2 separate regions of the Gossypium hirsutum genome follow, and region 1 is linked to region 2. A link is a contact called in public Hi-C data. All regions are on one chromosome and are shown on one strand. Each heading gives the region's core, a stretch centred on a gene start, on an enhancer-like site or on the middle of the called end of the contact. The rest is flanking DNA. Distances are from core to core; before and after follow the strand shown. Region 1 holds the start of LOC107915573 (NADH dehydrogenase [ubiquinone] 1 beta subcomplex subunit 10-B). Region 2 holds the start of LOC107907770 (serine/threonine-protein phosphatase 2A 65 kDa regulatory subunit A beta isoform).

What was found. Hi-C and Micro-C count contacts between places; a contact is called where the count stands out from the background.
Region 1: a contact with region 2 is called in a Hi-C map of leaf, with 4 times the contacts expected there. The contact joins the promoter of LOC107915573 here to the promoter of LOC107907770 in region 2. A contact is called at or near these places in 2 of 34 Hi-C or Micro-C datasets (both in leaf).

Annotation. Positions count from the first base shown.
Region 1 is chrA08:57,279,128-57,285,540 of Gossypium_hirsutum_v2.1, forward strand. LOC107915573 (NADH dehydrogenase [ubiquinone] 1 beta subcomplex subunit 10-B) reads right to left here and starts at 2,866. Exons shown (of 3, transcript XM_016844744.2): 1 at 2,517-2,866; 2 at 2,105-2,159. The coding sequence starts at 2,805. The coding sequence ends at 2,128.
Region 2 is chrA08:57,011,004-57,016,901 of Gossypium_hirsutum_v2.1, forward strand. LOC107907770 (serine/threonine-protein phosphatase 2A 65 kDa regulatory subunit A beta isoform) reads right to left here and starts at 4,645. Exons shown (of 13, transcript XM_016835120.2): 1 at 4,353-4,645; 2 at 3,625-4,039; 3 at 2,811-3,057; 4 at 2,046-2,158; 5 at 1,138-1,217. The coding sequence starts at 4,017.

The DNA of each region.
Region 1 (6,413 bases), core at 1,616-4,115, 270 kb after region 2:
CATTTACATTATTTTGGCCTATTAATAACTTTTGGTCCAACCAACATAAAATAAAAAATAAAAAAAGCCTTGTAAAGAAAAACCCTAACAACTAAACACATTCTCTTTTTCCCTGTTACTGTTGAGTGTTGGCCATCGTTAGGCTGTCTCCCCTATCATTTTTTTTTCTTTTCCTCTACCAACACCTACCTGATCAAAACGTGCCGACGATCATCTCCGCCGCTGCCGTGTATCCTCCTCCTTTTGTTTCCTTTTCCTCCTAGTTTTTCTTCTCAGTTTGCCTGCTACCACGTCCGTCGATTTTTGTCGGATCTGATTTCGTATTCGATGTTAAAATCCATGTCAAATCGTGTCGACATTGGTATAACACCCCCAACTATTGAGTCTGGGTAACGGAGGGGATGAGTCTTCCAAGCCGAGAAGAATGGTGCAAGAGTACTAAAATTATATTGTTTTCTTGATGATCCTAAAAATACTAAAACTAATTTGAATGCCTTATGGATGGAATTTGAATGCCCTTGTTGAAATAGTTGAAGAAGAGCTTAAGAGAGATTATCTGGAAACTTATGTTGGAAGTGGTAAAATTTTCTTGCTAGGGTAGACTTCCAAACCGGGGAGAATGGTGCAGGAGTACTAAAACTATATTGTTTTCTTGATGATCCTAAAATTATAGTCTTCCAAGATTATGAAAACTTACTTTCTATTTTCTTGATAATCTTTAAAATAATTTCTAGAAAATGGGTTGGCATTCAAATGCCTTATGGATGGAATTTGAATGCCCTTGCTGAAATAGAATGGAAATCACATCTCACTTCTAGACGATGTCTTATGCTGTTCATTGACTCGAAATTCATTTTTTCTCAACCCTTCCTCAAAAGAAACACCAAAAAATGCATAAATGATCTTATGAAAACTATTTTCCGCAAAACAAACTTGTCCAAAGAGCAACGTTATGCAAAGTTTAGGCACATATACAACCAAATTATGAACACAAAAATATGGTGTTTCAATGCACCCACCTATATATTTTGTGTGCTATTCTAAGTCTCTAATTATGTGATCCATATAAAAGACCATGCATGCACCAAGTATCAAATTACATTCTCAATTGCTGTAGTTCAATTTATCCAAACTACTCCATTACATGAATTACATCCTCTAAAGTCTGTCCATGAAGATAAGATAACTCTCAAATGTATGAATCTCCTTTCCATCAATTTGCAACCTGCATTTCCGTTCTCAAAGCTTATAGCAACCAATGTCCTAGTAATCAAATTCAATCCTCATTGACAAAAAACCACACTGAACAGTATCGCAGCTTGAACTTTCTTGAAAATGATTCCCGAATAATTTGCTCAAACCTGCTAGATGTATTTACTGCACCTAGTGCACACATCACGTATATTGAAGCCATTCCAATTGCATGCACAGTTATCACACCCATGTGATGTTCCCCCAAAGATTACATTAAATATTTGGAGCTCACTAACCTTGAAAAGTAATAAGAAGAGACTTAAGGTTTCTGACTTATGAGCTTATTTGGTTCAATGGCCTAATACTTAATAATGCATTGGTCCTACTACCAGATGATTAAAGATTCTTACAGTTTGCACCTAACTGATTACATAAGCTCATTGCAGGAGTCCTTAAATCCCCAATCCCACCAAAAGCAAAATGACTTATTAATAAAACTACGCTATCATGTTTAAGTGAATGAACATCTCTGTAGTTGTAGTAGCCTCACACTGAATAGCCCCTTAATAGTCAATATTACAAGAGTCTCAATAAGCCAGTTTGCAGTTCTCTTTTTCTCAAAGTAGATCCGAATTCAGAACAGTCATCGCTCACAAAGATGATTAAGAAACAAGAAAACATCTAAATTTGGTTATTTCCTAAGGGCTTTTGCCACCACATAAATCATTCCTTTGCATATACTTGTCGCACGATTCAGCTAAGTAGGTTTAGGCTTTTTCTTTACACAAATCCCATAATTCAGCCAAACAGTTTCACAAACAACAATATAGTAAGAAATAATTTGATCAAGACAATGGTAAAAAGAAGGTTCAATAGATAATATAAAGAACGAATTAGGGCCTCAGATTACCTTCCTTAGCTGAATGCAGCCACTCATTCTGACTCAACCTCCTCAACCTTCGGACCTATATCCGAAATCATTAAACACAATGATCAATACAGTTCAGACATTCCCTCCCCCAAACAACAATGTTGACTCATTCCAAAACAAATAAAATAATGGTTTAACATTCAATCGTTTCGTTACTTTTACCCCTAGCGTTGCTTTTGACTTCCTAAAACCTTGTTAAAATTAAAAGGAAGTAGTAAACGAAAAAAAAAATCAATTGAAAACGAGCTAAATAGGCGAAAATTATTCATCTTTTTTTTTTCAAATTTATTCAGGAAGTAAAATAGCGAGTAATAAAATTAACAATCAATCGAGCTTAAATAAAATAAAGAAAATAAAAGTAGCATATATTTAAAATAAAAAAGATTAGGACCGTGGAGGGACGGATGGCGGCCATCCTTGCCCCAACCAATGCCGCGGGTGGCGTCAAGGTACTGGCTAACGAGGTGGCGGCACTTCTGGAGATGGTTGACTCCTTCGATGCGGTAACACCACCTGACTTTGTCTCGTAAGATCTTCGCCTTCTCAATGTCTATCCATTTCTCTCGAACTATATGCTCCCTCATTTCCAGCATGGCAACTGGGTCTTGGTAGGGGTTGGCCGGGTCGAAGTCATCTGGCCCGGTTTCTTCGAACTCTAGCACTCCCTTCTTTCTCCCCATCTCTCTCTATGCTCTTGTTTTGCGCTGTGCTTCCTCCAGATTTGCGGGGGATTTTAAGTCTCGTATTTGGGGTTTGGGATTTTCTTGTTGGGCTTAAACATAATTATTTTTTGCGGAGTTGTTTTATTTATGTTGGGCTTAAAACATGATAAGTTCTTCCACCCAACTCTTTACTGTTCAGAAGTTTTCTAAGTTCATGACATGGAGGAAAGAAAATATTTTATATTATTATAAAATTATTTTAATAAATAATTATTGGTGAAATGACAATAAATTTTATATAAATTTATTAATTTTGTATTCGATTCTCAAATAATATATTTTAATTATTTTATTTAAAAACTATAAAGAAGTGTGAAAAGATAAATTTATTCTTATAATAATTTTAATTACCCTAATAATTTTACAATTGAGTTAATTTCAAGTTAAATTCGTGGTACTAACTCAATCAATCATTTTATACATAATATAGATATATATAACTAAAATGATTTTTTATTTAATTTGAGAGTAAAGAAAAAATACTACATATATCTAATATCTACAATATATATATATAAAGCAAAATATTGAAATAATTAAGGTAAATTTTAGCTCTAAATTAATTCTTCTCATATCACTATTAGGTTGACTTTAATAATGACGTGAGTCTCATCTATTGTATTTAAGTTTTGTTTAAAATTAAATTTGTTAAAAATAATATGATTAAAATTTTAATATTAAATGTCATAAATAATAAAAATTAATATATAATAATTTGTTGATTGAGTTTTAACTCAATTAGCATATAAGTTAAAATTTTTAATATATTATATATAAATTTAATTCTTAATTAGTTTTTAATTTTTATTGTTTTCAATTTACATAAGTAGTATACTAAAATACTAGTGTGCATTTTCATGGGATGCATAGGTAAGTTGTAGTCGATATTAAAGTAGTGATTGTATGTTATGGTATACTATATTTAAGCTAGTTTAACGAATAAAGGTTTAGTTTTTATAATTTTGAAAAGTATATTGTATGATAAAGTTTATTTTAAATAGAAAAACAACATTCTACTAAGAGTAGGAGAGGGGTGAATGACTCACCCTTATATTTCTAAAGGGGTTGTTGCCTCCTTCATGTTATATGAGGGGTTTTGGGCCTCTTTCACATCAGGTCCAATTACGAGCACTTCTTGAGCCTTTTTGACCCAGTATTCTGTAATGTGATCTAACCCAGTTCAGTTATTCTATTTCATAAAATAAACTTTAATATTTACATATTAAATAATTTTTTCATCCCAATTTTACTCCAATAAAATTTTGACAATTTTACCCTAGATAAAATTTGGAGAAATTTCGTTCAATATGTCACAACTTAACTTGTTCATTATGACCGAATGGTTTATTTTCATTTTTAGGCTTCAAAACAGTCCAAAAACATAAACTCGTTCTTCTATTATTTAAGTAATCTGATATATGATTGCAAATTTCTATTTTCATTTCCATTTCCATTTTTGGAAACCTACATTCATTTCCAAATGATTCTATTTCTCCATTTTGGAGAAAACCATAATCATTCTTAAATGTTTCTCATTTCTCTTTTTCTATTCATTCTGTTCATTTTTATTCAAACATACAATTCATTTTTGGTTTCAATGAGCTAGTGAGGGATCAATTAGACATGTGAAGTTGAGGCTCAAATGATTTAGAAATAGGTCTTGACTTTTCGCCTATTAATTATAAACTCATTTAGTCACGAAGTCATTCCACTATAGTATCGTGACTGAGCTTTCCCCAACGACATACCATTATGACAACAACTACTTAGTGCTCGTCCAATGACCTTGTCATTAGTGTGTTACCCTCATAAGATATCATTGATCTCTTTGGGATAATATCCACTCCTAATATTATCCTTTTTTATCTTATGGTAACCATGACATCTTCCTTCATGAAAAGTCAATCACTATCAATTAGTGATCAAGTCATCCATCACAAAGACAGATGACTCATGGCCATGTTTACTTTTCACCAACCATGAAATACCAATGAGAGGATATTATTTAACCATGTTTTGGGCTATGAATTCCGCTGCTGTGAATGGCACTACATACTACAGAAGTCGTACACCCAACACACCAGTTTTGGGTTCCTTATCTATTTGAACTTAGGCTTTTACTTACATCAAAGTGTACGAGTCACCCATACATAGTCCGCTATCCACTCAGGATTTAGGTATGGTACACTATGAATGTCTTAAGTGAATAAATCCGTAAACAGATTCAGGATCTATTCTGCTTGGGTCCTATATGATGTACTATCAGTCCAATCAATCATATCTATGTCTTCATCTTCTAGGAGTCATTTGCTCCAATGCCAAAGACAAGGTATCTCCCCCTTTGGGCATGATAGAAGACATATTAGTCTTTCAATTGGTTTGCTCATTTTTTATTTGACTAACGACATGTTTAGGTTCGTCTACTAATACTAGTTGTCTTTTTGTATTACGATTCAACCACGTAATATCACTAAATACTAGTTAAACATTAGACAACCAATGAGCAACATTTGCTTCCATTCTACTTTGTGTGCAAAAACCATTTAAGGACAATAATACAAAGTATATTAATATTAATTAATGAATTTGTTCTGTTAAGCAATCTAATTGAAAAATTACAAGTGTATATTGATGAAAATACTACTTTATCAACCTCGAAAAATTTGACATATAACTAAAGTATAACATTTCCACTTGAGCAATATGAATCCAACACTGCTTTGATCTTTATCTTGCCTTTCATGTTAAAGAGCTCATACTTAAAAGGGTCTAGTAAAGCCAAATATCTACATTTCAAGCTCAAAATTCCTCTCTGTCTTGAACCCCCCATTTTCCTCCTCATTCTTGTTCGTAGCTCATAAATTTAATGCTATAATTGAAAGCCAAGTCTGTTGATTGGGCTCCTACAAATACAACCCCGACATCCATATTGCAAATTTGATCGTTGTAATAAATTACAGATTTGACTTATCAACTTATCTCCTCCCCTACAATAATTAGGTTCTCAATTTAAAATGAAATAAATATTTAGAAAAAAATAATCTTTAGATGGTTATTTAAAGAAATAGGAGATGAAACTCGAAATGCAACTCTTTAACAAACATAATTTGCTGGTGTTTGAGTATTGAATACTTCGGTGGGAATGGTGGGTAGTTTAATAGAAAAAAATGGACAAAGGGAGGGATACATTAAAAATGCATCGTCTTAGGCCTGTTTTCATCGAATAATAATGTATGTTCGAGGCATGTTTGAAAACTTACCCAGGATTCTCAGGCACAAGGTATCTTCATAGGTTTTGGACAAGTGGAGAAGAGAAAGTGTGCCCAGATGACCTGTCAGGGAAAGCGCACCTAGCTAAACATTTTTTATGATATTTTTGAAGAAATGCATCCAATTGGGTGTGTTTTCCTTGACATGTCAGTAAAGAATATGTCTAGCTGGGTGCGCTTTCTCTCCTTCATTTGTCCAAAGCCTGCAAAGTTGCCCTACTATTGGGAATCTCGGATGAGTTTTCAAGCACACCTTAACTATACTAATTTATCATAATTTGATAGCCAACTTAGGCT
Region 2 (5,898 bases), core at 3,395-5,894:
CAGTTCAATTACTCTAATTTGTAAGCTTTAGTCTGGATTATATCAATTCTTAGTCCATTTGTGTTTGTAATTGTTTGATTCTACTTTGTGATTACTCGAACAATCCGTGCTGTAATAGTTTGATACTTGTGGTCACACAAACATGTATTTGTATTGTACTTGCAACACTTTAAAAAAAAATCTCAATGGAATCAATCTATGAAAACTCCCATATTGTTTGTATTATTGTTAGAATTGTTATCTAGGAAATATATATTTATATAAATTTTGACAAGTTTTTCTATTCATGTCATGTCCATGTTCTTTTTTCATATTTTATCCTGTTTCAATTATTGGTCGTTGAGATGAATGTATTAGAGAATTAAATACAAACCTAGAATTTTTATTTAAATCCAAATCAAAATCTAGAAATTGAAAATTTTATATTCTCCCAAACAAATAATTTTAAATCTATAAAAAAAATTCTACATTTATATGAAAAATTGAACCAAAGTACCAGATTTGATATTTAAAAACTCCTGAAAAAAAATATTTTTGCATTTACGTTTAAACCAGGGCCAAATTATTTAATGCTAAAAACCCTTGTTTTCAACATTTTCAATTTTAAAAAGCATTTTTAGGGAAAACAATGAAAATTATTTATTATTTTCTAATTTTCACATATTCTTTTTCATTTTCCAAAAATCATTTTTAAAATTTTAAATCAAACATGTTTTCTTCAATGTTTTTCGTTTTCCAAGTAAACAAAAATAACCAGAACCTTTGTTTCCTGAAATCAAACAGAGCCTAATTTTCAAATGTTCTCATTTTCATTTTTCAAAAATCATTCTAAAATTTTCAACCAAACACATTTTCATTAGTGATTTCTATTTTCCAAGAAAACAAAAATGAAAATGGCCTCTATTTTCTGAAACCAAATGGAGTCTAAAATTTTTTATATTCAAATTTAAGCTCCCATACGCTACTTAAGCCAATTACATGGATTTCAAATTGGATAGAAAGGAAATTCATCAAAAGATAAGGGAAAAGGGAAAAATAGGAAAAAAATAATTAAAATGGAGCAAAACAACCATAGCAATAGATATCATGAAAGCAAAAATAATAATAATGAGGAATTCTTACACGACAGATATTTACCTAGTAGGCTCAGGACCAACCGCTTCACATAGCTCATACAATTGATTAGCAACCATGTAACGGACACGCCAAGACTTATCCTAAAAGCAAAAGTAACACCCCAAAAAAAAAAAACATAAATATTAATTACTAAACTAAAGAATATAAGAGAGGATAAAAGGAAAAACTTAAGAAAATGATTTTACATTACATTTCACTCTTAGAAGCAAGAGCTAAATACTTTGCCTTAAAATTAACTATCCATCAAAACAAGCACAATATATATATTCTAAAAAATGAAAAGAAAAAAAGAGTTGCAAAGAACATAACATTTACAACCTTGAAGTTAATCAATTTTTGGCTGGTGAATATAAATCTCAATTCAAGAACTTGGTAAACCCCAAAGATATGAGGGATCCCTATAGAGTAGCATAACACAGATTGAAAGCCCTCGTGACAAAATGGGCATGATGCAGTTTGAGATGAAATAACAAAATGTGATAATCTATTTCCTTCAAAAGCATGCTGGAAGGAATCATTTACAGATGCAATATGTGCAAGCAAGATGATCAAAAAGTTTATGACATTAGTGCTTTCTAACACAACTGTGATCTAGGAATGTCATGCGATCAGAAGAACATTGGATAAGTTTTATCTTCAATGACTGTGAAAAGGTAAAATAAATCCCCAACCTCCTCAATTAAAATTTTCAAATACAGGAGAAAAAAAGACTAGTAATTTTTTTTTTTAAAAATGCCAAGAGCTTAAAAAACATATGTCGATAATGTAGGACTCAAGCAAAATAAAACAACAATACGGAGTTTACCCCAACTTCCTCAATCAAAAAGATGGGGGGAAATGGCAAAATAAGACAAGGAATATTAGAGACCGTAACATGTTTGTAACATAATATTTATCAAATGGTCTACCTGTGAGAAATTAACTATGACAGGGAGAATATGTGCTGCACAGTCTTGGGGTTCCAACAACTTTCCAAGAGCTGCACAACCCTCAACAGCCAATAATCGAACAGAATCTTGGTCTGCAGGAATGAAATTTTAGTAAAAAAATTAGCATTAAACCATCTATAAAAATTGAACCTGACAACAATACTGGAAATTTAACATGGATGATAAAATGCATTAGTAGAGACAAATGATAATAGACAGGTGTGTTTTTCTTTCCATTTACAAAATAAGGTCAAAACCCGAAAAAGTACATCATGGACCTTAGTTAGCTTTACACGAGACACTAGAAATTTCACAGATTTTAAAACATAATTGTTTGAAAAGATAGGAGGAAAAAAAGTTATAAGTGCCTTTGGCTCTTTGCTAATGAGACTGTTCAAAACGATACTCTTGCTCCTAAGCAACACACCTTGAATTTATCAGATAGATGAAGTTGCAAAACGGGAAAACACATTCTTTTAATTTTTTCTTTTCTTCTTTAGTGCTAACATAAAGGCAAGTTTCCTTGGAGCTACAAAGGAGCAGCCTGCTATACATGTCCCAATGCCTCTTCATTCCTACATATTTGCACCTAAGCCCCTTCTAAAAGGAAGAAAAGCTCCATAAGGCTACAAACTCTTTCCTTAGGATTTTGACCAGGTTTACCACAAATTAACTGTTCTGCATTTTTGAAGTATATACTTAAAGCTACTTTCAAATCAAAAGATATTTAGCTTATGTACATACCATCCTGTGTCAGATCATCAAACATTGACATGATGTCCACCTTCAAATGAGGTGCTTCTACAGTAGCAGCAAAATTTCCAAGATTTGTTGCAGCAGATCTCCTAACCATGGGCATATCATCTTGACAAAGCTGACTGTATATCGCTCTCAGTTCAGTTTTTAATGCCTCCGGGGCACTTGGGTATGCAATATGAAACAAGCCACACGAGGAAACTCGAGCCGTAAACCACTCACCAGCAGCCAATCTCTGATGTTTGAGACAATAACATTCAACAAAAAGACGCAGTTATTCTATTGTACTGAAGTAAAACTAAATCAAGAACTAATTAGGATCAAAAATTAAAAGTGAATTTGATTATATATCCAAGATAATGTGAAGCCCTAGTCAGAGCGGAGGCAGTGAAGTCCTAGTCAGAGCAGAGGCAGAACATTATCATATTATAGGTAAATCCGATTCATAACATGGCAGTGCAGTAGAGCATGCAAGTTGCTATGGCAACCAGTACATGCTAAGTTAGAATCACAAAACAGATAATGCAAGTACATTTTTGTCAACTGTCTGATTTAGAGTTTTTTTATTCTTCCACTAACAATTTTTGGGTCAAAAACCTAAAGCCACGATTGAACTCTATATCAAATTCCTGTAAAATCTTGTTGCAAAATGTTATTTCATCTTTCCCAACATGCATCTGCATTTCAAGGTAATCAACTTCCTAAATCCAATAAATATGCAAGACTATTGGAGATATATATACATATATATACACACACACACATTGTATGAGGAATATGAAAGCAAATAGCAGAAGCCAACCTTCACTAATGGAATAAAGGACTCAACCAAGTCCTGCTCCATCATCTGGGCACCAATTCTACACAATGATTCCACAGCCTTCTCCCTGACACAAGTTTCCTCAACAGTGCATAGAGTCTCCAATGGAGGTAACAATACATTAGCATATTGCACACCTCCAACATAAGGAATAAAAACTCCAAGTTCTTCCGCCATGGCAAGGAGAACTTCATCATCATCATCATTGTTCTCACTCAGAAATGGAATCAACTCTTTCCGTGTCCTTTCTTCACCAAGTGCACGTGCAATCGTAGAGAGTCTGCGGATAGAGTTCAAACGAAGCTGGATATCTTCATTCTTGAGCTCATCAATCAACACAGCAATGGGATACAACGGCTCATCAATCATTGCCATGTTAACTCACAAGATCTTACACCTGTAAAGTATACCAATATAACTATCTAATTCTATCTCAGAATTCGAATTTCTGAACAATTAGAAATCACCGTAAAGAAACTCGAAGAAGTATTTACCCTAAGTTAACCATTTATACCTTTTCCTTCATTTTTCACCAAACAAGGGGTGAAGATGAAACCCTGATAAATGCTAGAAAAAACATGTTCCTTTCTATAAAAAAAATTGGAAAAAATTTGAAACTTAAATAGACTGAAGCAAAAAATGACCGGCGAAGAGATCTATAATTGGGAGAAGCCAATTTTCATACAGTTAAAAAGGAAAAAGTAGAGTACCTTTAGAGGGTTCGTGTCCAGTGCGGAGCTGTTCAAGTTCGATCGGATCTTAAGCGAAGCAGGAAGAGAGACGGACAAAGGTATCGATCAGTAAAAGATTAGAAGATTGGTTAAATTTTCGCTTTTGTGATTGAGGGTTCCTTTTTTTCTTCTTCTTTTCAAAACAATGGGGCTCTCTTTGACTACTATTTCTCTCTCCCGCAATCAATTACTACTATTCCAGTCCTAAGGTAATTTAGAAGGTACGGAAAGTGGTAATAATATACCACTTGCATTTTGGTCCGATATAAGCAAACTCAACTTTGAAGATTAGATGATGAAGTAAAATAAGAAACATTTACACGGTTAAAGGTTTGTTTTGTGTCGCCCAAATTTTTATATTTTATCTTTATTATTTTATTTTGACTTTTAATATTTTATTGTTGATGTAGCACCAGAGGTAGCACCACTTTATTTTATATGTCAATAAATAATTCGAATTTTATAAAATTTAAAAAAGTATCATTCCAAAAATTATAAAAAAATGTTAAAAGTAAAAATGATAATATAAATTTTTTTCAAATTTCTAACAAAGAAATTCTAAAATTTTGTTAAGATAATAGAAATGTAAAAGAAATCTAATTTTTTTCAAATATTCTTAAAAAAAAAGCTATTCAAGTCTAGTCAACTAAAAATACAAAATTTGTCCAAATTTTTACTTTAAAAATATAAAATTTTAACAGATGTACTTTAGTTTCACAAATTCAAAGTTGAAACTAACACACGTCATGCGTATTATTATGTGTTTTCGTCCTTTGGATTATTTGCTGGTTTAATTCAATTTGAGAAGCATGTATGAATGTCCGCATTCAAGTTTCAAAAGGAAGCCACGCCACTTTATTCTTTAATTGTTACTTGGACAAATGTTGTAATTTCTTCAATTTCTAGCCAAGTTCGTAATTTAGTAGTCGACTAACATACAAGTTTTGTTTAAATGGAGTTATTTATAGGAAAAATTACAAACCATAGCATTATATAATAAAAAAGATAGTGACTTAGTTTTGAATTTTTACTAATTGGAGTTTACCATGATACTTAAAAACAATGAAAATACATATGGTTTCTAAATAGTTTTCATGAAAAATTTTGATTTTTGGGCACCACTAATAATAGTGTATTAGTGATAAGCCTAAGCTTAATTTTTGAAAAATCAAAATAAATTAAAGGTAAATTATTTATTTAGTCACTCATTTTTTGTTGGGTTATCCAAAAAGTAATTCCTGAAATTACATCATTCAATTTTTAAGGCACTTTTCATGGTACTTGATTGGATACACCACATCAAGTTTACACTTTCATTTTAGTCACTCTACTTCCAAAAAAATTATTTTTTGATATTGTAACGCCCAAATTTTCGTGAATTCTGTGAATGTTGGCATAGGTTTAATTATGTTAGTGGGCCTCTAGAAGGCCCAAGCTTAAGATAGAACCCAGTAATTTTAGTCAATTTTTGTTCCATAAGAAAAAGGGAGTGAAATTATGAAATAGGACCTATGTGAAAATGTTT